Linked DNA regions of Zea mays: all the other regions are linked to region 3. Evidence: chromatin contacts called from public Hi-C data. All regions are on one chromosome and are shown on one strand. The core of a region is the stretch at or near the end of the contact, and the rest is flanking DNA. Distances in the headings are between cores, read along the strand shown.

Region 1 (4,467 bases), core at 1,907-4,406, 130 kb after region 3:
TATTTTAGGCTACAACCCCCGGTTGCCCCTATAAATACTCTCGCTCTGTAGCTGGATAGGACACGCTTGACAAAACATTTGAACTCTCAGCCATATGTTTTGTCACGCCACTTGTCATCCCTCTTTCTGAGTGCTTGGGTCCTTCACAACACTCATCAGATCCATCCACTTTGGTTCGACGAGGGAAATGTTCACTAGGTCTGATGACCCTACAGTTGAAACTCTAGCTAAAACATTGTTGCCATATTGTCCAACACATGTTCTAACGCAACACATTTATCCTAGAAGATAATGTTCATAGGGTCTGATGATTATGTGTTCTTGGGCTATCTACATGGAGGTGTCATACTAGTCTACTATGGTTCATTGACCCTGAAACCCGGGCTCTGACGCCTCAAAAACCCTTCTAAGTTATCCAATTTTGAAACTTTAGAATTGAGTCTTGGGCCTTTCCTAAGCCACCTAGAGCTAAATACAACTAGTGCGCACCACCCTAAACTCGTTACACTTATCTTAGTCAATCTAATAGTACATGCCCTTATAGTGTGGTTAAAGAAAAAACAAGGTCCTAAATTAATCTAATTATCTATCATCTCCACAATCAACACTTATAATTAGTTCATGCTTAACCTTGTCCCCCATTCTTTCAAAAAACCAAACAAAATACATAAGTAGGGGCATAGGAATCATACATTGTCCAAACCATTCTCCATCATTGTGACCTAACTCAAATTTACCTCTACAAAACACATGTTAGTCACAATAACCTTATATTGTCATTAATCATCAAAACTCTTGAAAGCTTAGATGCTTTAATAATTGATGACAACACTATCTGAAGTATGTGAGGAATAAGTTTTCCGAAAGAGACTTTGTTTGTATTAACTTTGACAAATAACCACAAGGTGTTAAGATAAGTTCATATAACAAAAGTCTATAGTCATGTACCATGTATAGTATGAGGAGTAAGCTCATGCATATGACAAGTATGCTTGTTGTTTATAAGATTGTTAAGCAAAAGATTATTTGAAAGCATTCGTGACATGTTGTGGAATATGAATGTGAAACAATTCTACGCATGTCACTGTGCATATGTATCAACAAGCATAAGTGTTTGATCGAAGTGCACAATACTTGTGGAAGTATCAGAGTTTCGAGCAACACGTGTATCAGAGCATTAACAACAAATATATCAAAGCACTTCAATCACATTATATTTATAGTAGAGTATGATATCAAAATATGTTAGACTATTAGGGTACACTAGAGCACATTATCCATATCAAGGCATAGAACCTAATAAATCAAAGCATCAAAAGGTCATAGGAAGCTAAATGTCTTGAAGCATGTATATCACACAACATAAAGAGTTTTAGAGCATATGAAAGCCATGAAAACCAAAAGTGTCATACAAAAAAAAAACTCCAAAAGTAACATACAAACTTTCATCTCTCATAAGATCTCTCTGACTCACATACTACCTATTTATCCTCCTTTGGCATCAAGTACCAAAACTAAAAATGTAAGGCTTAGTCAGTGAGAAGGACGCTGACATGTTGATAGGGTGGTGTGTGAAGTTAGCACAAACTACTAGACACAAGGTGTATCATAAGAGTCACTATTTGTCCAAGGCTAAACGAGGGCAACCGAAGCTTGGTGAGTGATCAAAGTGGTGATCTCTAAAACTAATGTTGAAGTCAAAACCATAGGAGCAACCACAAACTGCTGGCACTATAGACTCTGAACTCATCATGTGGGACACTATAGGCGACAAGCTGATAGGAGGGCTTGTGCTAAGGAAGCCACAAATGCAGGCCCAAGTGCATGAGGTTCAGCTGCACAACCCCCCTAAATAATAATTTGTTATCCCTTACAATTATATTATTGAAAATCCATTACGGTAAAGAATTGGTCTCTTGAGTCAATCTTGTATGTCTCACACACATCCTTCCTAATTCTATGACATAAAAGCGTTCTAGAAGAGATTAGTAATTTAGAAAGGTCCTAGGGAGAAATATTCTAGATGGTTTTCTATATTATTCTATAATAGAATTCTAGCAAATAGGGGACATTGCGATAGATATGGTTCTTTATATATTCCATTGCTATATAATACATTATAACTCAAAATTATTGTAGTTTTTTCTTAGTGAGATAGGTCTCATTTTAGAGTTTGGTATAGGGCCCCGAAAATTGCTGGCACGACCTGCACAAATGAAGGAAGCCTCTTAATATGTACTGTGGAAGCTACTAGAACAAGAAGAGTTGGAGTCAGCGTATAGTGAGCTTGTCAGAGGTAATTGACAAGGTGCGAGTAGCTAAGACTATACGAGTAGTTTGAGTGATCTCCACTGTCGTTGTCGTCGAAGTTGAGACTGTCCCTGATGGTTGTCCTATTATTGTTGTAGCGAGGTGAACTGGAAAGGAAAAGCCATCCCAAACAACATATGTTAAGGCTATCTGCAGCAGATTGTGTAAAATGGGGGGTTTGCACTATAGATTACACTATTTAGAGCAACTCCGAGAGAAATCGTAAATCAACCCGAAAATCAATATTAGAGTAGCAAGTATTTTTCCTCGCTCCAACAACTCCCTCTTCCTTCTCCCAAAATATTCGTGCCCCGTATCTAGCTCATCCCTCCCTCATATTTTGGTGTAGCACACGACTCTTTTTTTGGTGCAGGCTGAGTCGTGCCGGCCCAATAAACAACTGAGGCAAACAAAGCCTAATAGCAATTGGATCATTTTTGGCCCATTTTTCTATTTTGACTCTTTGTTTAGGGAAATTGTTGGAGTACACATCATAATCTACTTCTAAAACTTTTTAGTATGCTCCCAATAATCAATTTTTAGAGAAATTTTTAAATATTTTTTTGAAGTTGTTTTTGTAAAGTGAAGTTTAAAATAAGGGATGAGATAAGATAGACACCTGACTTTGGAGCCCTCTTGACCATGTAGTTGGAGTCAAAAGACAATGACATGGGGTCCCACTACGCGCCTCGCCCGCGTGTCAGTTACTCGCAGCCCACCACGCCTTGCGCAAGAGGTGTTGGCGTGGGCCCTGGAGTCGCCGTGGCATTGAGCCATTGGCTCACTGACAATAGCCTCGCGCTCGCGTCCCGCTATAAAATATCCCCACGCTGCTTCGCCCTGCCCACCACAGCATCCGCAGTTCCCCGACCACACCGTTCCTCCGAGCCCAGGAGCAGCCCCGCGCCAGGAGGTTAGGGTTCCGATTTTTCTAGTTTTTTTTTAGAAATTAATCTTGCGTGCTGTGCTGCTTGATCTAGTTGCCTGTTCCTGGTACGGGAGATGCGGGAGTGCTGCGAGTTTTCTCCGCTTTTTTCTTATGTGATCTTTTTTCAAATGGTGTTCTGCGATGCGGCTAGATCCGCTTTGTCTCGAGTGCTGTTCGTTTGTTATGTTCGAGCTTGATCCGCGAGATCTGAGGTTTCGAGCGCACGGGGCGCGTAGATCCGCCTGATTCGGGATTAGTTTTGGCACATTGGCGAGATAACCGACTGCTGAGGACCTTTTGTGGGTAGCAACCGTGCCTATTACTGTTATCTGTTAGGGCTGTTTGGGTAGATTAGAAGGGGATTGAGGTGGAAATTAGTTTATTTCTCCCTAAATCCCCTCCATTCCCCTTCTAAGCAAACAAGCCTTTTTGATTGGTGATGCATCGTTGTTCAATTAAATTGTTAAATAAACTTACGGGCAGATCCGGTTGGTCCTTTTCAGTGATATGTTAGGCCAGTCTCCGCATGATTTTTTAATAGGCTGATAAGGTGCCATATATGTGCTTTTGATGATGTGGCAAGAGATGAAACCCTATCTTGGCACAATTATCAACTCTACGAGTCATGAAATTAAATGTCTATGCAATCATAGAATGAAACTTTTCATTGGGAGATGATGTTTCATTTAAGTTTTATTTCATTCTATATAATATATCAGTTTTGAAAAAAATGATTTGAAACTCCCCACTAAGATTCGCCTTAGGTAGTGTAAATAGGTTAGTTCTGTCTTATTCTCAATTTGGTTGATGGATTTGGGGATCACAACAGAACGAACAGATCATATTAGCTGCTTTTGTGGTGTCTGTTATTGTAATTTTTCAACCTGAACGTGAGTGCTGTAAGCTGTTGTTGGATTAGACGGCACTTCTTGGTGTGGATGTATTACTGGTTCAATGAGGTTTGTATGAGCCTCTCAGCAAGCTTATTAATAAGCTTGTTCTTAGCAAACATGAATGGGCTCAAGTCGAGTTTAGTGGCCAGCCATGTACCTTTCCCATATAATCATTTTAGTTGACATTTTGTATGTTTTTAGGCCATGACTTATCAGTTTCCTTCTGGTGCAGGAAGTTTGTTCTTTTAACAATATGTCGAGGGAGGAGAATGTTTACATGGCCAAGTTGGCTGAGCAGGCTGAAAGGTATGAGGAGATGGTTGAGTATATGGAGAA
Region 2 (5,077 bases), core at 1,574-4,073, 170 kb before region 3:
AACACGGGAGGGTGAGACAATTATTGTAATCTTAGGCCAGAATCATGTTAAATACTTGTTCATAACCTAACCTTTTGTAATAATCTTTTTTTCTCCTGAGAAGTTACAAAGGAATGGCCATCCAATTTGCTGGACTAAATTTCTTCAATTGATTTCTTGTAAATATATGAGTGAAATACTATAGCGATGCCATACTGACGAAGGCCTCATACACATCAGAGTCAGTATAACACAAAATGGCAAAGCCAATTTGAGGCAGAAACCAAGCAGCTTAAACATATAACTAAAGTGAAAGCCAATGTTTCTATCTGATTGAGACCTACCATGCATCACCCTACATCTGAAATGATCATGACAACTTATAACACATAACTTACCCAAGTGAGGTATCAGCCTATCTGGTAAGTACTAGTTCGTCCCCACCAATGTAATAGAATGAATGCAACAATACAAACGTGGGTGTTTCCATTAAGTCTTAAAATGACAGTATCAGAAGTGAATAAACTCGGGGAGAATAACTGACTTCATTTCAATCAACTCAAATAAACTGAAACACAGCTGCCTATGCCACAAACAACCATTCAGATCATAGTGATTTGCACATAGTTTTGTGCATTTCCCAAGTCAATGAGCAATAAATTGATGTATTCCCCCTTCCCCCTCATAATAATATCTATACCCTCACCCACTCCACCTCCCGCCCCACCCAAAAAATAAATTAATAATTTTACCATTCGCACCAAGTTCAGTAATTACCACATGCAGATATCATATAACCAGTCTTTGGCAGCTTTCCTAACAGCCAGAGCCAGCCAAACACAGCAAAGAGATGTAGGGGTTGTTTGGTTTGGTGCCTAAGACGCCACAATGTGCCAAACTTTTCTGCCTAACCTTAGTTCTTCAATTCGAGCGCCTAAGGTTAGGCAGATTGTGGCGCCTTAGGTAGAAAACCAAACATGCCCGTAGAATCACATCCCCTAATCCTACTATGGTACTCACAATGGTTACTAACCTTCATGAGAGGAATGACTTTAAAATACATAAATTTTACTGAAACAGGGACAAAACTATCGACAGGTAATAACACGAGGGGGTTAAATTGTATCACCAAATACTCACAACAGTTCAGCAGCATACAAAATTCACTCAGCAAAGACCATTCGTGCTTGGATCAACTGAAGCTAAGATGAAGCAAATAAGGATAAAGGAGGATGTGCTTCGCAAAACTCAAATCAAAAGGATGGGAGCATGCCAATACCACAAAGACCAGCTGCATCAAATTCATTTCCACAGATTTGTATACACTTCCTAGGCTACATTGTTTTAGCTTGCACATTGTAGGTTGTTACAATCTGTAAGCTGGGGGGAAAGCAAATCGTTGGACTGTAAGAGTCTGGCCTATGGAGTGTTGCAATCAGAGATTCTGAGACATATTTATTTCAGCTTGTAAGTTGCACTCGCAAGATAAAACAAACAGGATTTTAGTAAGCACAGATAAAATTTATGTTTGCTCTCTAATACCACCATCTATGTACCCCCATGAGATTCTTGATGATAAATGTGCACCAAATTCAGATGTGGAGGACACCAAGTAAATCCTGATGCAAAGATCGTCTGAACAAACAAACATTGAAATATTCCCCTACAGGCAGCCAATGAGCCAAATGAACCCCCATTGCTTACCATGAGAGGTAATAAGATCACTATCCCCAATCCTGACAAGCTAAGATACACAAACACGACCACACAACAAATAACAAGTTCAGAGCAGAAATCACTTCAGTATTCATAAATTCACCCAAACGGCGACGAAATTCTCACCAAACAACATAAAGATGAGGTGAATTGTATCATCGAATCCTCATAACCGTGCAACAACATACCACTTTTATTTAACCAAGGCCATAGAGTGCCCAGATAAAGTACTGAAGTTAACACGGAATCAGGAAAGGAACAGGCGAAACGGTTGCGAAAAGAGAGACGGAATGGAGCTGGATCCTCAATGAAGCTTGTGCTTGTAGCGCGCAACCTCGGCGTCGTTGGGAAAGAATCCCATTAGGCGCCCGGCGGAGTTCTGGTAGGCGTACATGAACCCTCCCATGACCCCGATGAGGCCGCCCGTGACCATCGACGGGCCCCGGATCCCCGGCTTGATCCCTGCACGGCAAGCACGGGTCTGAGCTACCGATGGGGGTGAAGTGAGAGATAAGGTTTGGGAGGGTAGGCGAACCGGAGAGGTAGCCAACGGTGACGGAGACGGCGGAGATGGTGGAGAGGCGCATGTAGTCGAGCGCAGAGAAGTTGCCGACCACCTTGGTGAAGGCCGGGTTCCGATCCACCACCGGGTACTCCGGCTTAGTCGAGGCGGTGATGTCGGTGTTCATCGCGTGGAGCAAGGGAGACGGCAGATCCCTCCGGTGACGCTGGCTGCGGCGGCGGTGGAGACGGCAGAATTTGGTCGCCAGAAGCAGAGGAGCTGGATGCGAGTGTTGTGGCCTACGGGATAAGTCGTGGCCTCGTGGGCCTGCTCATCTCATTGCTCAGTAATAATAGAAGCCATGGGCCTAACGAAATAAGCAGGAATAGAGCCCATCTCTCAGAACATGGGCTAAAGCGCTGATGAGGGTAACTTCCGTCGATGGGCTAGATTGCTCACCTTTGTTAATGACGTAGGGGCCCGCAGCAAAATAAAGCCCGGTCCATGACAGCATCATCGGAGTTTCCAAAGCCATCCTCGCCTCGCTTTCTCCGCCCCTCCTCACTGGTTTGCATCCCCATATACCCAACCAGGACCAGCCAAAAGCCCACTCTCCTCCTCGCCTCCGCCTCCGACATCGAGCACTCCTCTTCAATGGCGACGGCCCCCGCACCCCTCTCGCTCTCCGCCTCCACCCTGCCCGCCCGGCTCCGTGCCGGAGTGGTACCGGCGGGCACACGGTGGAGGCAGCCGCGGCGCGGGCGGATGGTGGTGCGCGCCAAGATCCGGGAGATCTTCATGCCGGCGCTGAGCTCCACCATGACGGAGGGAAAGATCGTATCCTGGTCCGCGGGCGAGGGAGACCGCGTCTCCAAGGGCGATGCTGTTGTGGTCGTCGAGTCTGACAAGGCCGACATGGACGTCGAGACCTTCCACGACGGCATCGTGGCGGTGGTCCTCGTCCAGGCTGGCGAGTCAGCGCCGGTGGGCGCCCCCATTGCGCTGCTCGCGGAGTCGGAGGAGGAGGTTCCCCTCGCGCTCGCCAAGGCTCAGGAGCTCTCCAACGGGCAGCCGCAGCAGGCGCCTCCTGCTCCGACGGAGGATGCCGCAGCGGCGCCGCCCCCTCTTCCGGCTGCGACGACTGCTCCAGCGCCGGTGGCCGCGGGGACGAAGGGCATTACCAGCCCGCACGCTAAGAAGCTGGCTAAGCAGCACAGGGTGGACCTTGCCAAGATTACTGGCACCGGGCCGTACGGTCGAATTACGCCGGCAGATATTGAGGCGGCTGCCGGAATCAAGCCGAAGTCAGAGCCCACTCCTGCTGCTGCTGCTGCGCCACCACCTGTGGCCGCGCCTTCAGTTGGTGCTGTGCCTCAGGCAGCAGTGCTGCCGCCGGTTCCTGGCGCGACTGTTGTTCCATTCACTACCATGCAGGCTGCAGTGAGCAAGAACATGGTGGAGAGCCTGGCAGTGCCAGCATTCCGCGTTGGGTACCCCATTGTAACCGATAAGCTCGATGAGCTGTACGAAAAGGTGAGGATTTGGAGCAGGCATGACTGCACTTGAAGCTCCTTTGTTTTTCTTGCCCCGCTTCCTGATTACTATTGGGCTGATTTGATTTTGACAGGTTAAGCCAAAGGGAGTGACAATGACAGTGCTGTTGGCGAAGGCTGCAGCCATGGCTCTTGCACAGCACCCTGTTGTCAATAGTACCTGCAGGGATGGAAAGAGCTTCACATACAACAGTAATATCAACATTGCAGTGGCTGTGGCAATTGATGGTGGCCTTATTACACCTGTCCTTCAGGATGCAGACAAGGTATATAGTATCTTTGTGATAAATTTGGCTTCACTCCGGAGTTCGGAGTTTTAGCAAACAAGTTCACCAAACAGTTTGTTGAATGTTACACTGTAGCTGGATATTTATTTGCTCTCGCAAAATTGGAAGGACCTAGTCAAGAAAGCACGTGCAAAACAGCTCCAACCAAATGATTACAACTCTGGTATGGAACTCATGGGCTCATGGCATTGCATAGTGTATTAGGTTGTCTTTGAAAATCTCATGTGAACATGCTTACCTGAAGATTTTGTTATTTGCAGGGACTTTTACACTGTCCAACTTGGGTATGTTTGGTGTAGATCGGTTTGATGCAATCCTTCCACCTGGCCAGGTGGGCTTAAATCCTTTTCTTCCTAGACCATGTAAACTGTAAAATGTATGCTTCCCATATGTATGAGGGTTAATATTTGAGTATCACTGAGTGCAGGGAGCTATTATGGCTGTTGGAGCCTCGAAACCTACAGTTGTGGCTGATAAAGATGGTTTCTTTAGCGTCAAGAGCAAAATGCTGGTTAGTTGTGTACCTGATTGTTTTAGACATCCGTTGGTTGCATATAGCATTTCAGTATGGTGAAATATTGATAGTTCTACTTGTACCTCGTACTGATTTTTAAAATGTATTCTTGACTGTAGTTATTATGTCATAGAGTTTGTTAAATACATCATGTGAAGTGTCATGTGTAGTTATCATCTATAGTTATTATGAGTAGTTTAATGCCGTGAATTAATTTTGATGATAAGATGTCCAATATATTGCATAATTACAGTTATTGTCTATAATAACTACTCATTATGTTTCAAAATGTAGGTTGTCCTTGTTTTGCCCCAAGTGAAACTCTCTACATTTGACCAAGTTTAGAAAAAGAATGGACTAACATCTACAACACCGATTTAGGGTCATTAAATCCACCATGGAATATGTCTTGATAATGCATTAATTGCTATTGCATATGTTGATATATTTTTCTATAAGCTTGGCCATATTTGGAGAAGTTTGACATAGGACAATACTAAAAACGACTTACGTTTTGAAACAAGAG
Region 3 (4,551 bases), core at 759-3,258:
GGTTAGTCCATAAGGTTTGTGATGGTCGTCAAACACCAAAATCGATTATAGGAAATGTTGAGGCCATTTCCCTTTCAGAACCGATGACTATAAAAATCAGTTGATTTCGATTTTCAACATGTAGAGATTAGAGTAGGGATGTTCACGGATCGAATTTTGATCGGATATTGCAAATATCCACTCACAGCCATACCCGTGGTTGCAACAAATATCTATCCACAACCATACCTGCGGGTAAATTCATATCCATGTACGTGCTCATTAGGTTTTGGACAGGTTTTGTATATATGTCGGATATGACAGAGACAATCATTTTCAACAACTCAATAGCATAATCAATCAAAATTCTTCCCAATTTTACCTGAACACACAATTAAAAACTTAATAAAAAAATTATATAAATACACATGTCTTTTAACAATCAATATTCTCAACACGACAACATGGAAGACGCGTCGGACTAGAAGGGGTGGAGCGCTGGGGACCACTGGGGAAGCGACAGTGAGGCTCACCGGCAGTGTGGACTAAAGATCCGAGAGCAGTTGGGCGGGCGACTGGTGTCGGATTGAGGGACACGAAGGGGCGACGATAGTGTGGACTGAATAACCAAGAGCAGTTGGCGCGAGCGGTTGGCGTAGTCTTGAGGTGTAGGCAAGAAGGGACAACCACGAGCGTATGAGGTGCGGGTTGTGGCTAGGGGCACTAGAGATTAGAAGGGGTAGACGTCTGCCAGGTGCGAACGGTACAGGTGTTGCGGCCCCGTAGGACTTGGAAGGGGACACATGACGTAGTTCAAGAAACCAGCAAGGCTAGAAGGGGTGACCATAAGTGGGAAATTAGGAGTTCACGGAGTTAGGGTTTGCTCTTTGTTGTGTAATATGAGCAAAACAAAAATAAATAAACTATATGCTGATTTCGGATATGCAACAGGTAATCCGTGGGTGGAAGGTAATATTCTAATCCGTGTCCGCTCGACTTTGGATCTGGTACGAATCTGACCCATGCTTCGAAACATGTATCCATGCTCGTTTCCATTGGATCCTATGGATATTTGAATCCATGATCAAATTTCCATTCCTAGATAGCTAGATTAGAGTAATGTTCCGTTTAGATGTCGATATTGGAGGGTGTGGAATTGAATTGGGTTCAATTACAAATCAGCCATGCTATTGAAATGAGTTGTAATTCCAATACTAATGTTTGGATGTCACTGAATTGGAGTTTGGAATTGTGTGGTCTAATTCCATTCAATACAGAGGAGTAATGCTCTGTATTAGGAGAGGGGGTCTCTAGTTGTAGTCCAATTCCAGGGGATTGGGTATTTGATTCCAAATCTCAATTATGTGCATAACCAAACAATAGAATTCTAGAAAAGCTGATTTCAATTCCTAATTCGGTGCTCCAATATCTACATCCAAACAGGGTATAATGCAATTCTTCGCTTCCTATGGATGGTCTTTTAGATTTTGTATTGGCTAATGATATTAGACGTTTCTTATTTTTGTCTTTCGTTGAATGTTTTTCGATTGATGTCGGGGTATGAATCCATGACTTTTTCCATCACTAGAAAATATACTGTCAGAAAAAATAGTGCTGAATTAGTGAATTTGATCCATCATAATGGAGTTGTCATTCTACTTTGCACTTGCACTACCGGCAGCCCGCAGCAGGACGGCTGACAAGCTCGCACTAAGTCATCGATTTGTGGTCACTAATGCGGAGCTCGCACTTGCGTGACTCATCGAGTTGTGGGCTTGTGGCCTTGTGGGTGGAACGGTGGAATCCACCTCAGGATGCCACAGAAAAAGGTTTAAAAAAACTGTTGCACCGAGCCACCGAGAGAGCACAAGACCCCCACGACCGCAGGTCAAGCCGTACTGGACTGGACCGGACCGGACACACGCCCAGAAAGCCCTGCAGCAGAACTGCAGAAGACACGGCCGCGGCAGAAGAGCCCAAATCACGGCCGCAAAAGCCACGCACGCGGCGCTTGTCCTGCGCGGCGCACGGAAACCCACCTCCACGGCGGCACCCCGTGCGTCGGCTGCTTGCTGCCCCAGTGCCGCCCCGCGTTCCCTTCGCTCCCGCCGACACCGACGCCGCCACTGCCACCGCCGGCATGGCGACCCCGCTCCGCGCCACCGCGGTCCTCGCGTGGTGCGCTCACTCTCCGTCGTCCTCTCTCGCGCGGGGCGCGGCGAGGGGAACTCCGTTTCACCCCGCGACGCGGTGGCCGCTGATTGCTCTCGTTCTCGTTTCGTGCAGGGGTTCCGGGGAGGACGGGCAGCTGGGCATGGGCGGGAACGAGGAGAAGGACTGGCCCCACTTCGTTGAGGCGCTGGGGCCCTACGCCGTCACCGCCGTCGTCGCCGGCAGCCGCAACTCCCTCGCCATCTGCGACGACGGCCGCGTGCGTCCCCTTCCCGGACCGCTGCTCGTTGTTCGTGCTTGTTCATTTCGTGTCGAGCTTCTGAGCTGACCCGGTTGCTTGGGTTGGGGTTCCTTGCCGTGCGCAGCTGTTCACATGGGGATGGAACCAACGCGGCACGCTCGGGCACCCGCCGGAGACCAAGACGGAGAGCTCCCCGGGCCCCGTCGACGCTCTCGCGGGTTTCAAGATCGTCCAGGTGCGCCTCAGTTCCCGCTTTACCTGCGAGGCTCGCGTCTCGTGTGCTGCTGACGGAACAAGCTCTGCCTTTGGTTCATTCAGGCGGCGATTGGCGGGTGGCATTGCCTCGCAGTTGACGACAAGGGGCGCGCCTACGCCTGGGGTACGGGCACGGGGCACCCGCTTCACCGAGATTTCCCGTGACTGATTTCTAGTTGCTTTGATGCAATGTACGTGGATTGTGCAGGTGGAAACGAGTACGGGCAGTGTGGTGAGGAGCCTGAGAGGAAGGAGGACGGGACGAGGGCGCTCAGGAGGGACATCCCGATCCCGCAGCGGTGCGCGCTCAAGCTCAAAGTCCGGCAAGTGAGTGGAATTGGATTCATTGTCCCGAATCATGGGTTGGTGTTACACAGGAACATCGTCCCGAATAATACTTTTTCCAAATATCGACCCTCCACCCGCGACTCCGTTCCTCTCGACCCCGTCAACCCAGCAACTTCATGACTTTGCTTTGCATATGCTTTGTTGCCAAATAAGTAGTCTCATGGCAAAACCACATATGGGATAATTTATACTCTGTCCCAAAATAAAATTCATCATCATCATCTAGTTGAATATAGACATACAAATCAAGAGAAAAAACGAATACTATTTTGTTACTTAGGGAGTATGGCGTAACTGGAGCATTTTAGTGTCTTATGGCTCAAATGAATTATTCCGGTCGCAAACGATGCTGCAACTTTTGTGTACGCACTCATGATTTCGGTTGGTTAGCTTTTAGCGTGCTTATTAGTTTGATAATTCTAGGTAGCCGCTGGAGGGACACATTCAGTAGTTTTGACTCAAGAAGGTCACGTCTGGACATGGGGACAGCCATGGCCTCCGGGTGATATGTATGGTGCCTTATGCTGAAAACATTATTTATTTTTTGTTTGCTCTTGTATTTTCTCCTTGTTCGGTTGTTGACCATGGCCTTCTTTCAGCAAGCAAATATCTACACCTGTACGTGTGCAAGGCCTTGAGAAAGTGAGGGTCATTGCTGTAGGTGCATTCCATAATTTGGCACTAACGGAGGATGTAATTTTGTGGGCATGGGGTAATAATGAGTATGGTCAGCTGGGGACTGGAGATACCCAACCAAGATCACAACCGATACGTGTCGAAGGGCTATCTGATCTCTCACTGGTACATTTTTATTTTAATTTATTTTATTTTCTGATACATTTTCAAATTAGTTTGTCATCAGTGAGTTTCTCAAGCCATTGCCCAGTGAGCTTATGTAAGGACGGCAAACCAAGATAAAAAAATCCACGCTTTTAGTTGTTTTTCTCCAAGGTAGATGTCTCATTGGTTTAGCTTCCACTCAGCTAACAAGCTTCACCTTTTCAGGACTTCCAGTTATAATCATTGCAAACTAGGAAGCAGGAACGCTATGTTTGAATGTTGTTATTGCTTATGCAAAGAATGGCACCCTGAATCTTTATTTCAGCCTTCAGGACACCTCTGCATGTGCATAAATCGATAATTCATCTGCACATTGCTTTCCTGATTTCTCACTTGTTGCATATACTCCAACATCTTACATTTGCAGGTTGACATTGCTGCTGGAGGCTGGCATTCAACTGCACTAACTATAGATGGAGAGGTATTTCCGTTATCTTGATTCTTGAATTCAGGGTTACTATCTTATTATATGCTGTTTTATCCAGCCAAGCCACCAGATAACACAAATATATTGAGGGATAGGCTATTCTTATATGCTTTTGAAACTAACTTCATGAAAACTGTTGTCATGTTATGTTGGGCTGCAGATAAATTCACTTGCTTGCTATTTATTCAGGGCATGCTATTAGATGTCTAGATTAGAGAGCACCGAAAATGTACATATTACATACCATGGAAGTAACATAGAGGGGTGTGTTGCCCATGTTGAGCTCATC
Region 4 (4,778 bases), core at 1,093-3,592, 150 kb before region 3:
AAACTTTAATGGAAACCATAGCATGGAATGAAGTAGACAATTCTGCACCTAGGCAAAAGCAAAGCAACACAGCAAACAAAACAAAGAACAAAAAAAACAGAACAGAACGAGAAGGAATGATGAGAATCACAAATCACCACTACAAACAGCAAACAAGTTGGAAATCACATTTACTTGAGAATAACGTCCCACAATTTGGGTATAATATGATCCTATTTTACATATCCAAATATCGGAAAGATTTCCCACTTCATCGTTAAAGCTCTCAGCACAAAGCCAGACAAATGATTTTCACTAGAATATGTTGATTCATTTGTGCTAGAATTTATTGCTTTTCAAAGAAACCAAGGCTTTCTTTTGCATGAATATTCAGTATACAGTCAAAGTACACACTATATGGACTTGTGGATCCGCTCCATAGAGGCATCAGGGGAGACCATAACACGGGAAGGTCAAAACAGCACCTGATGGAGCATACATTCATGCTGCTGCTTCGCTTATCTCTATTCCCAAATGCCAAGGTTATGCAATTGGCCCAAAGGAAGCCAGCAGCTGCTTCCACTGGGGCACACCTGTATTCTCCATATTCCTATGGAAAAGGAGAAGGCGTGAGTTTTGCTGGCAACCAAATTATTACTGAACAAGCCGGGCGAGATCATAGTCATTCCTAGAAGAACAATAAAGCAACCCAAAACCAATTTTACTAAACAGAAACTCAGCCAATGAACAGCTAACGGAACACATGGAAATCCCAACAGCTAAGAGGCATAGATCTTGGTCTATCAAGAAGCAGTCTTCCTGAACATTAGAAAGAGAGGCGAAATGCACTAACTCAATTGCCGAACAAATTTAGTTAAACAAAAGGACATAGTGCAGGAATCCTCTAATGGTCTAACCGCAAAATGGAAAAAAAAACGATACGATTAAGACGGTTTTTCTTGCCAAACAGGCTAGACACGGCAGGAAATGGAAGTAATGTTTCGCAGCCGCGGCTCCCTCCAACAGCCAAATGGAAAATACGAGGAAGCAAAGACATCTTCTTGCCACATATGGCTAGCTCCTAGACACGGTGCCTCTTCTGGCCAAATAAGGTTAGACAAGCAAAGCATCGGTGTCTCCAGCCTTCCCCCGTTACAGAATCCCCAAACAGCGATTACGGTTTCCCTTGCCCAAATCAGGCTAGGCACAGCAGGAAATGAAAGCAAAGCATCCGCATACTTTAAACTAAACCTAATCACAACCCTAGGATTCCGTAGAGATATCGCGTCCATAGAACAGCAGATTCGCTGAGCGCGTCAAGATTGTATAAACAGAGATCATCCTCCCTGACATCAAATATGCAAGAAACCGTGGACTGCAGCGGGAAATGATCGAGACGCGCGCCGGAGCCCAAATCCAGACATGGAGCACATCTTCTTGCATATTTGACGGAGCACGCAAATATACTGGAAGAAATCCTTTGTCGCCGTATTAACAAATCAACCGACGGTCCGCCAAGGAATTCCAGACATGGAGCACGCAAATCAACCGAAAAAATTTGTAAATCCCAAAAGCTCTCATGTTTCACGGCGCAAAACGAATCCAAACACGCACTCACGCAGAGAAGCGGAGCAGAACATGAACCGCCTTCAATCGAACCAAAACCGGAGCGATTTGAAAGCAAAAGATAGCACCAAATCGAGCCAAAACAGGACCAAACGCGCCGAGCTCGGAATCATCCAAATCTACATCCAACTCCAGAAAGCACAACCCGGGTCCCGAACTCCCCGGCACAGAAATCTTACCAGAAACGAGGGAGGACAGCCAGTCCACGACCTCCCGTCTGGACCGCCACCTCCTCGGAGCGCCGCCGTCCGCCCCAGCAGCCGGCAGAGGCGACCGTGATGGCGACGGCGCGACGGCGACCGCCCCGGCGGCAGCCGCGAGCGCGCGGAGGAACCGCCCCTGCACGGCGTACGACATGTGACGCGGGCTCCGCTCCCGCCCAACCACCGCCAGCTGCTTCTCCTCGCTGTTGCCGCGGAGGTAGTAGTGCACGAGGCGGCTGCCGCGGTCGTTGGACACCACCACCTCCTCCCACTGCGTCCACCGCCCCCTCGCCGCCGCCAGGGCCGCTGTCGCTGCCTCGTCCATGGCCGCCGCAGTGGGACGCTAACCCTAGATGGGCTCGGCTTGGTCTCCGCGTGTGGTGCGTATCGCGTCGCGTCGGAAGAGGTGAGGCCTCGCACGAGGGAAGGTCAGATTTGGGGAGAGAATAATGTGGGGGTGGGCGAAGAGAGAGGACGGGGAGGGATTTGGTCTTATTCGGGGCGTGGTTAAGACATTAATAACTATGCGTAGATAGTTAAATTTTTAAATTGTCTTATGTTATATTAGCTGAAGCATATATTCATACATAAATTATATATCGTTTTATCATCAGTCGTACCTTCAGCTTTCGGCTCCATCTAGTTGAATAAATTTGGTTGTGGCCGTGGTCGTGTTTTACGACTGCGCCAGGGCAGGAAACGTGCACAGGTAGAGGAGCAGCAGCAGCGCGCTCAGCCTTAGTGCATGCACAGACGGCCGCCGCATCGTGTCTTTCACTGTGGATAGGCGACGGAGAAGGCGGCAGCAACGGACGCGTACGTGTCCCCAGGCTGCATGACGTAGGTGACGAGCGTCGTGGCGTTGTCGTCGACGGCCGGGCACTGACAGAAGACGGGAAATGTGACCATGGTGCCGACGTCGAGGTCGGTGGGCACCAGCGTGGGGTTCACGCGCTCCACGGCTTGGTACTGTGTGAGGTTGTGCAGCTTGGTGGTGGAGATGATCCAGTAGATGTCCCCGGGCCGATCTGGTATTGCATCGGCGCGTACGAGCTGGGGGACCAGGAGGGGCAGCCGCACTGGAGCGGCACGAGCAGCGGCTGCCCGTTGGCGGGCACGGTCGTGGTGGAGAGGTTGTTGGCGTGCGCGACCATGAAGCGGCTGACGGCGAAGAGGTCACCGATGGTCGTGAGATCGAGCGGCACGCCCGCGAAGCCGGCGCGGTAGAGCGCGTACACCTGGTACAGATACGTGCGGTTGGTGGGTCAGTGCTTGCATAGTGTTCTGCGGCTTGCATGCAGCTGCTGCGAATTGCATGCTTGCATGCAGTGGGAGGGTAGGTGGCGCATGCCACGCGCGATAAGGGGAGGCGGGAGCACGGCATGGTCTACGTTAGCTTCTTAATAGTTAGTAGAGATAGATATATAGTATTTTGTCTAGTCTAAATTATCGTTTTAATTCAAAGCAAACAAACCAGCTGATGTTACTAACGGTTGGTTTGAACGTTTTAAGCTTTTTGGAATACTGATCATATAGAAATTTCATACGAATAATTTTATTTTAAAAAAATACATGAAACAGAAAAAAAAATCCATATTCTAAAGTGGTCTTATATGTCCCCATAATTTACGGTGCAATATGTATGGCTTGATATTGATCTAAACAAGTTACGGAAGTTCTCTATTTTTTTATAGGAGGGTTAGTTCTGACCTCAAGTTTTCAAAACCTTAATATTATTGTTTTTTATAAAACCTAGCGCAATTTCTAAATTGTTAGTCTTTTGTGATCGTTGATGTACTAATTATAGAGACTAGTGAAAATATATGTGTGGCACGCATGTGATAAAAAAATATTATATATACAAGATGTTTATATATATCTATATAATATTATATACAAGATGTTTACATATACCTATATAATAACAAATTTGTTTGAATATTGTTTTACAATATAATTAGTTATGATACATATTTAAATTCTTCGTCGTGTTATTATAAAAGGTCTAAGTGGTAACTAATTAAATATATAAATAAATAAAGTGATCCAGACAATGACCTAAAATTACAAAGGACATGCTGTAGTAATAGGAAGGATACGAAATCTCTGTTCATGTGAACGACGTTGCAATTATTTATTTTTGCGCTAAAACGACTGATATGTTCCAATATTGTAAGCGCGGACAGATTATTAATTAGTTTAGCCATTTCACAAAGTAATGTTCGTGTAGGAAGTTTAAGTATGCACAAAAGGAAGCATCTAGCATTTAAACAAACAGATATAGAATAACATTGATATTTATCACATCAGAGAGGTAAATTATGAAACTTCATTTCATACTGATGCTAATTAGATATCATTTTTATATAAACTCGATAAAAATCTATGTTCCTATTGTATTTTAGGACAGGAAGTATAGCAGTATAAACTTTACTCTTGTACTCTAGTAGTAGTGTGTAGCATACACGGTACAATTTTCTATACATCTTTCCAGTTGGGTCGATCTGAAGCTGAAGTTAAAGAACGGGTGAAACAGCACGTAGAAAAGACTAGCGAACAATCAGTTTCTGGCCTGCATCACGGTCATGATTTTCTCAGCGGCAGCACACAGATAGAGCGGATCAACGACGTCATACGAGATAGAAATCCAACGGGTATGATATATAAAAGAAAACTGGATTTTATACTATAGTACAGATACAGATAAAAACATCCAACAATCTCTATTTATTGTTTTTTCCCTCTCGTGATTGTCTCAATGAAATTGCTCCACGCAATCCCCAAACCGCCTTCGCTACTCATCCATGTTCTCGTGTCCACTCTCCCCACATGCCTTCTATCTCTAGCATGTGCCCTCTTTTAAGAGCGAGAACGGGATATTGATTTTTGATTGTAGTCCTTCACCGGTAGAATCACAGTTATCGTATTTTTCACAAAGAAACGGCAGGCCAGAGGTGAACTAACTAACTC
Region 5 (4,684 bases), core at 148-2,647, 230 kb after region 3:
TGATATGTGTGGGGACAGAGTGTCTCTACATGTCGTGTGTTTAGGTTTACCTTGCAAGGTTAAAACTCGATTCAAATCGTCTGCTTCTCGCAGCTAATGAGACTGCTTGACCCCTTGTACTGCATTAAGTAAAAAGTGAAATGAGGTTTCTTGAGATAACATGTTGATTGTACTAAATGATTGTTACCATGTATGCTTAGAAAGAAGCAAACCTAGCTTAAATAAATATGCTAGAATGGGAAAAGCTAAAAATTATTTTTAGACTCAGCTAGTGCTTTTGGCAAACCAAACCCCTCAGCCAAACAGCTGTATGGTCTAGAGGTAGAGGCGTAGACTCCTCACACCGGGTAAGTCTAGCTGAGTATTAGTATACTCAACATTGCTTGTGGCATATTTTTTTCAGGTACGCTACATGATATGGTTGATGGTGTGACTTGATCTTCCAGCCTGCCACCGAGTTGGACGGTCGAGTGGGATGCTGTCTCGACATCAATGGATCTTTTTTTACCCTTCTGGGGACTAGTCTAATTCTTAATTAGCAATCTAATCTTGAATAATATCAAGCAGTGTTCCACAATAGCCTGTGCTGTGATCCATCCTCCTACCCATCCTCCTGTGACACTGACAGTAGCAGGAATTGTTTTCAGCACATGAAAAAGGTTTTTAATCGGAGTCAGGCAACCCGAGAGCTCCAAAGGACATAAGAACTTCAAACAACTTTTCAGTGTGAACGAGACTAGGAGGAGTAGTGGGCTAGACCTTGCTCTATTCCTCAGCATCGACGTATCGATTATCAGCTGCATTTAACAGCATCGACGTATCGATTATCAGCTGCATTTAATTTCGAACTCGTTATCTTTTATCAAAACTCCAATTTATGCAATAACTCTAGTACTTTAAAAATTTGTGGTTTTATGTTTATTGTATTCTCTCTGTGCTCACCTTCGAGTGAGCTAGTGGTATTCGATCCTTGATCTATGGTAAGTGGCTTTATCGGACTAGATCTGAGGGACTGACAGTTATTCCGATTTAAGTGTGTTGCTGCCTCTAAGGCGTGACTCGGGCACTTAGGCCCATGTGTGAAACTATCACTAAGGTATTTTGTTATAAGGACTAAAGTTTAGCCCATGTCACATAGGATATTTGAATGCTTATTATAAATATTAAATATATTCTAGTTATAAAACTTATTAATTTATTACACAGCTAAATACTAAACGAAGAAACAAAATTTGAAACCTAATTAATTCATCATTAGCAAATATTTAATGTAATATCAAATGGACGAATTATGAACTAATTAATCTTGCTGTTTAGTACTTATATGTGTAATTAGTTTTATAATTAGACTATGTTTAATACTTATAACTAACGTTTAAATAGCAAAGGTGGCAGAGATTAAAATTTAAGTTGCTGATCCAAACACTCCTAAGAATAGCATGATAATCCATGCGGCCTTGCGCTGCAGGGGCAATCCCGTCCATCCTAGACCGGATTCGCGTCCATGCCCAAGAGAAAATAATGAATACACAAGTATTAATACGGCGCCCTGGCAAAATCACAGAAAACATGGTCTTGGTCTTCTCCCCCCACCCGCTGGCGGCGAAGTAGCACGAGGAAGGGGTCCAATAAAAAAAAAAATCGCCACCGGCGGCGACGGCGAGGCGGCATCAGCGGATACAGCAGCGGGAGCCGCGGCAGGGGACAGGCGTTGCCGATCGATCGGCCTGGCCTGGCGCGGCAGAGGTCAAAAGCGAAAAGGAGGAGCCGCAGGAATTTCTTGGCACCGAGGCGCACGCAAGGAATCCAGCGAGTGAGGGATGGGACGGCAGTTTTCGGATTCTTCCTGCTGAGTCCTAGGAACTCACGCGCACGAGCGTGGTCAGGAGGGAGAGGCTTACGCGGACGCGGCGGCGCTGGTTTTGATGAGGAAAGCTGGAGCAAAAGGTATTTGCAATCCTAGATCTTAGAAATCTGAGTACATTCCGCGGCTGCTGCTTTGCCGAGTCGGCGCTGCCCCGACGTCCCGATTTGGCGGGGGTTGTGGTTCGGCCGCCACAGCCGCCACGGAGATCACGCTGGGTTCCTCTGTTTCTTTATGCGGCGTTGATGAAGAATAGTTTCTTGCCGGTCGGACTTCAGATCTGCTTTGCCTCAGGGATTCTGGACTGCTGAGCGCGGATTTCTCCTCAGGTGAACTATCGGGTTTCAGCTGCTCTTCGTCGTCTCTACTGGTCCGCTGGAAAGAGGTGTTCATCGGAAATTCTACCCGATTCCAGATCTACCTGTTTTGCTGGAACCAGTTGTTTCCAAAAGGAGAGAAATTGGTGCTCTCTAGTGCGGAGGCCGATGGCTGACGGCAAGAGGCTGTTAACTTGATTTGGCAAGGAGCTGTTGTGGTAGTTCGTCAGTACTGGGTTCAACTCAGACAGAGGGACCTTGGTTTTGGTTTAGCTTCTGGCTTTCATTGCACGCTGCAGGATAAGATTGCTTGTTTGTATGCGCTGGGCTGGAACCTGGAATTCGGAACTTCTTTCTGAATTGTACTGGGAGGGTTCAAGTATTGACTGATGATGGGTGACCAGTGGTGGTGGCATGGCTGCGGAGGCGTTCTGTAGTTTTTTTACCTCTTGCTTATGTGCATGCTATGTGGACTGATGCTATTATTCTTCAAACAGTACCATAAGCTTTGGTGGTGTGGTGCTGAATACCAACCTTATGTTGTTTTTGTTTTCCAGAGGGATCAATTGGATCCAAGGGTGCGATTGATGTGAATAGTTTATCTGTTTCCACAGAAATAGCAGGAAGGCCATCTGATTTAATGGTATGCATACAATTTGCCAACACAGTGATTTCTGTCTTGCATTCACTGTGCCTAGCGAAAAGCTTGTTTTAGATCAGTTTGCTAAAATACCAATATTTTCTTCATTGTATTCTTCACTTTCTGCTGTTCATGAGCTTATGGTTAGCTTGGCTAATTTACAGATCAAATCTTGTACTTGCACTGGAAGGTTATCATCTTCTTCAGCTCATAATCTTACAGACACATATATTTCAATGACCTGCAAAAGCTGTACTGGTGAATCAACAGAAGACAGAGGTGGGCCATCGTGTAGCGGCAAGCTTAACAATATGGGTTTGGAGCTCCCAAGGCCTATAGATCTTGAGGTTAAATGGATGACTGTAAAAAAAAGGCAAAGGGACACCAGGAGAGCAAGGGCTTCCTTTGGCGAAGACACAAGCAGGGATGGAATTGGATCTTTCTGTTTATCTGGCTGTGCTACAAATCAAGAGATGGCGCAAGACGCTCCAGTCTCTGAATCTGAGAAGGTTCTTACTTTTCTCCATTTAAATGCAATGAAATAATTTAGTCAATGCATCCTTCAGTAACAATTTGCTGAATGATCATATTGTGTATTTGCAGTTTGGAGTATCCATTCTTGGTAGACGCTTTAGTGATCCCATGGAAAATGTTCCTATAAAAAAGAGAAGATTTCATATGGATTTTTCTCCATCACCTCCATTCACTCCATTGCTAGTGGATCCATATGAAAAGATACCGGGAAGCTCTTCTAAAGCTGTCAGATCATATGAGAAACATTATAAGCTTAAGACGCAACAAATTGAGTATAAGGTGGGAAACAAAGGTCGTTTTGGTGACGATGATTTTTCTGGTATTGATATACTAGCTTCTGCTGCCTGTGAAAGTGAGATGAGTGGTGGAATATTAGATGGGGAGTGCTCAACGTTAGCTCACCTCCCAGAAGAAAGGAAACTGGAGAATACTACTGGTAGCAGCAAATTGAGTCTATTACATAACATGGAGGATACGTTAAATATTCCTGGTACTTCACATTGCATATATGATATGCCTCTTGGGTCTTCTAGATCTGCTCCAGATATGAAGTCCTTATTTGTTGCCACACCAACTATCTTAGAAAATCTTGTTGAATCGGCATCTGCTCCCAAGGTTAATTGTTCATTATATTCTGCACTGAACAATGCAAACGAAATAGAGATTGTTTCTGATGCTAAGTCTACAAGTGTTGCAATTGCAAACAGTTCAGACAATCCAGAAAAAACTATAGGATGTTTAAAGGATACAGTTGTGCAAACCAACCATGCCAATGCGACTAATGCCAAGTCTACAAGTGTTGCAATTGCAAACAGTTCAGACAATCCAGAAAAAACTATAGGATGTTCACAGGATACAGTTGTGCAAACCAACCATGCCAATGCGACTCGTGATTCTAGGCTGCACTGGGATCTTAATGTTGCCATGGAGGCATGGGGCACTGATTGCGGTGCTGTTGAGGATCCTTTAGTTGCTACTGTAAGTGATCATGATGATGCCAGAAATGACATGAACAAACCAGGGACATCTCATCATTTTGAGTCAAGAGATGGTAGTGTAGTTGATCACTCTGTTGACACTCATATGGATGATGCACTGAAACACGTGTCTGCTAATACAAAGGATACATGTGATTCTCCTGCTGACAGTCCGTCTCACCCTTCGCGCAACTTGCAGCTATTGGAATCTGGATATGTAGGGAGTGATGCCCTTGCTGAAACAATGGATTTGCCTGACCAGAAGAATAGCAGGTTCGCTTCAGCTATGGATTCACATATTAGATCTGATCCAGAACCAGCTCTTATCATGGAGCATTTTGCTTCAGCTTCA

The links. Hi-C and Micro-C count contacts between places; a contact is called where the count stands out from the background.
Region 1: a Hi-C map of leaf shows a contact between it and region 3, with 6 times the contacts expected there. The contact joins the promoter of LOC100285226 here to the promoter of LOC100273073 in region 3. A contact is called at or near these places in 4 of 25 Hi-C or Micro-C datasets (ear, leaf and tassel).
Region 2: a Hi-C map of ear shows a contact between it and region 3, with 3 times the contacts expected there. The contact joins the promoter of LOC100279373 here to the promoter of LOC100273073 in region 3. A contact is called at or near these places in 8 of 25 Hi-C or Micro-C datasets (bundle sheath, ear, leaf and 3 more).
Region 4: a contact with region 3 is called in a Hi-C map of ear, with 4 times the contacts expected there. The contact joins the promoter of LOC103653462 here to the promoter of LOC100273073 in region 3. A contact is called at or near these places in 4 of 25 Hi-C or Micro-C datasets (bundle sheath, ear, endosperm and 1 more) and 1 of 3 datasets of contacts at active chromatin or transcription factors (leaf).
Region 5: a contact with region 3 is called in a Hi-C map of tassel, with 6 times the contacts expected there. The contact joins the promoter of LOC103653460 here to the promoter of LOC100273073 in region 3. A contact is called at or near these places in 10 of 25 Hi-C or Micro-C datasets (bundle sheath, ear, endosperm and 4 more).

Annotation. Positions count from the first base shown.
Region 1 is chr4:84,864,954-84,869,420 of Zm-B73-REFERENCE-NAM-5.0, reverse strand. LOC100285226 reads left to right here and starts at 3,156. Exons shown (of 6, transcript NM_001158120.1): 1 at 3,156-3,223; 2 at 4,364-4,467. The coding sequence starts at 4,385.
Region 2 is chr4:85,166,895-85,171,971 of Zm-B73-REFERENCE-NAM-5.0, reverse strand. It overlaps LOC100279373, which reads left to right and starts at 2,823. Exons shown (of 6, transcript NM_001152389.1): 1 at 2,823-3,730; 2 at 3,825-4,016; 3 at 4,113-4,200; 4 at 4,298-4,368; 5 at 4,465-4,548. The coding sequence starts at 2,852. It overlaps LOC100275334, which reads right to left and starts at 2,458. Exons shown (of 2, transcript NM_001149431.2): 1 at 2,231-2,458; 2 at 1,762-2,157. The coding sequence starts at 2,384. The coding sequence ends at 2,000.
Region 3 is chr4:84,992,391-84,996,941 of Zm-B73-REFERENCE-NAM-5.0, reverse strand. It overlaps LOC100273073 (putative regulator of chromosome condensation (RCC1) family protein), which reads left to right and starts at 2,008. Exons shown (of 12, transcript NM_001147522.1): 1 at 2,008-2,157; 2 at 2,266-2,410; 3 at 2,517-2,627; 4 at 2,711-2,771; 5 at 2,856-2,974; 6 at 3,419-3,504; 7 at 3,595-3,796; 8 at 4,203-4,256. The coding sequence starts at 2,120.
Region 4 is chr4:85,140,862-85,145,639 of Zm-B73-REFERENCE-NAM-5.0, reverse strand. It overlaps LOC103653462 (agenet domain-containing protein / bromo-adjacent homology (BAH) domain-containing protein), which reads right to left and starts at 2,342. Exons shown (of 6, transcript XM_008680358.3): 1 at 1,785-2,342. The coding sequence starts at 2,133.
Region 5 is chr4:84,762,975-84,767,658 of Zm-B73-REFERENCE-NAM-5.0, reverse strand. LOC103653460 (Dentin sialophosphoprotein) reads left to right here and starts at 1,397. Exons shown (of 5, transcript XM_008680356.3): 1 at 1,397-1,947; 2 at 2,739-2,824; 3 at 2,986-3,330; 4 at 3,425-4,684. The coding sequence starts at 1,926.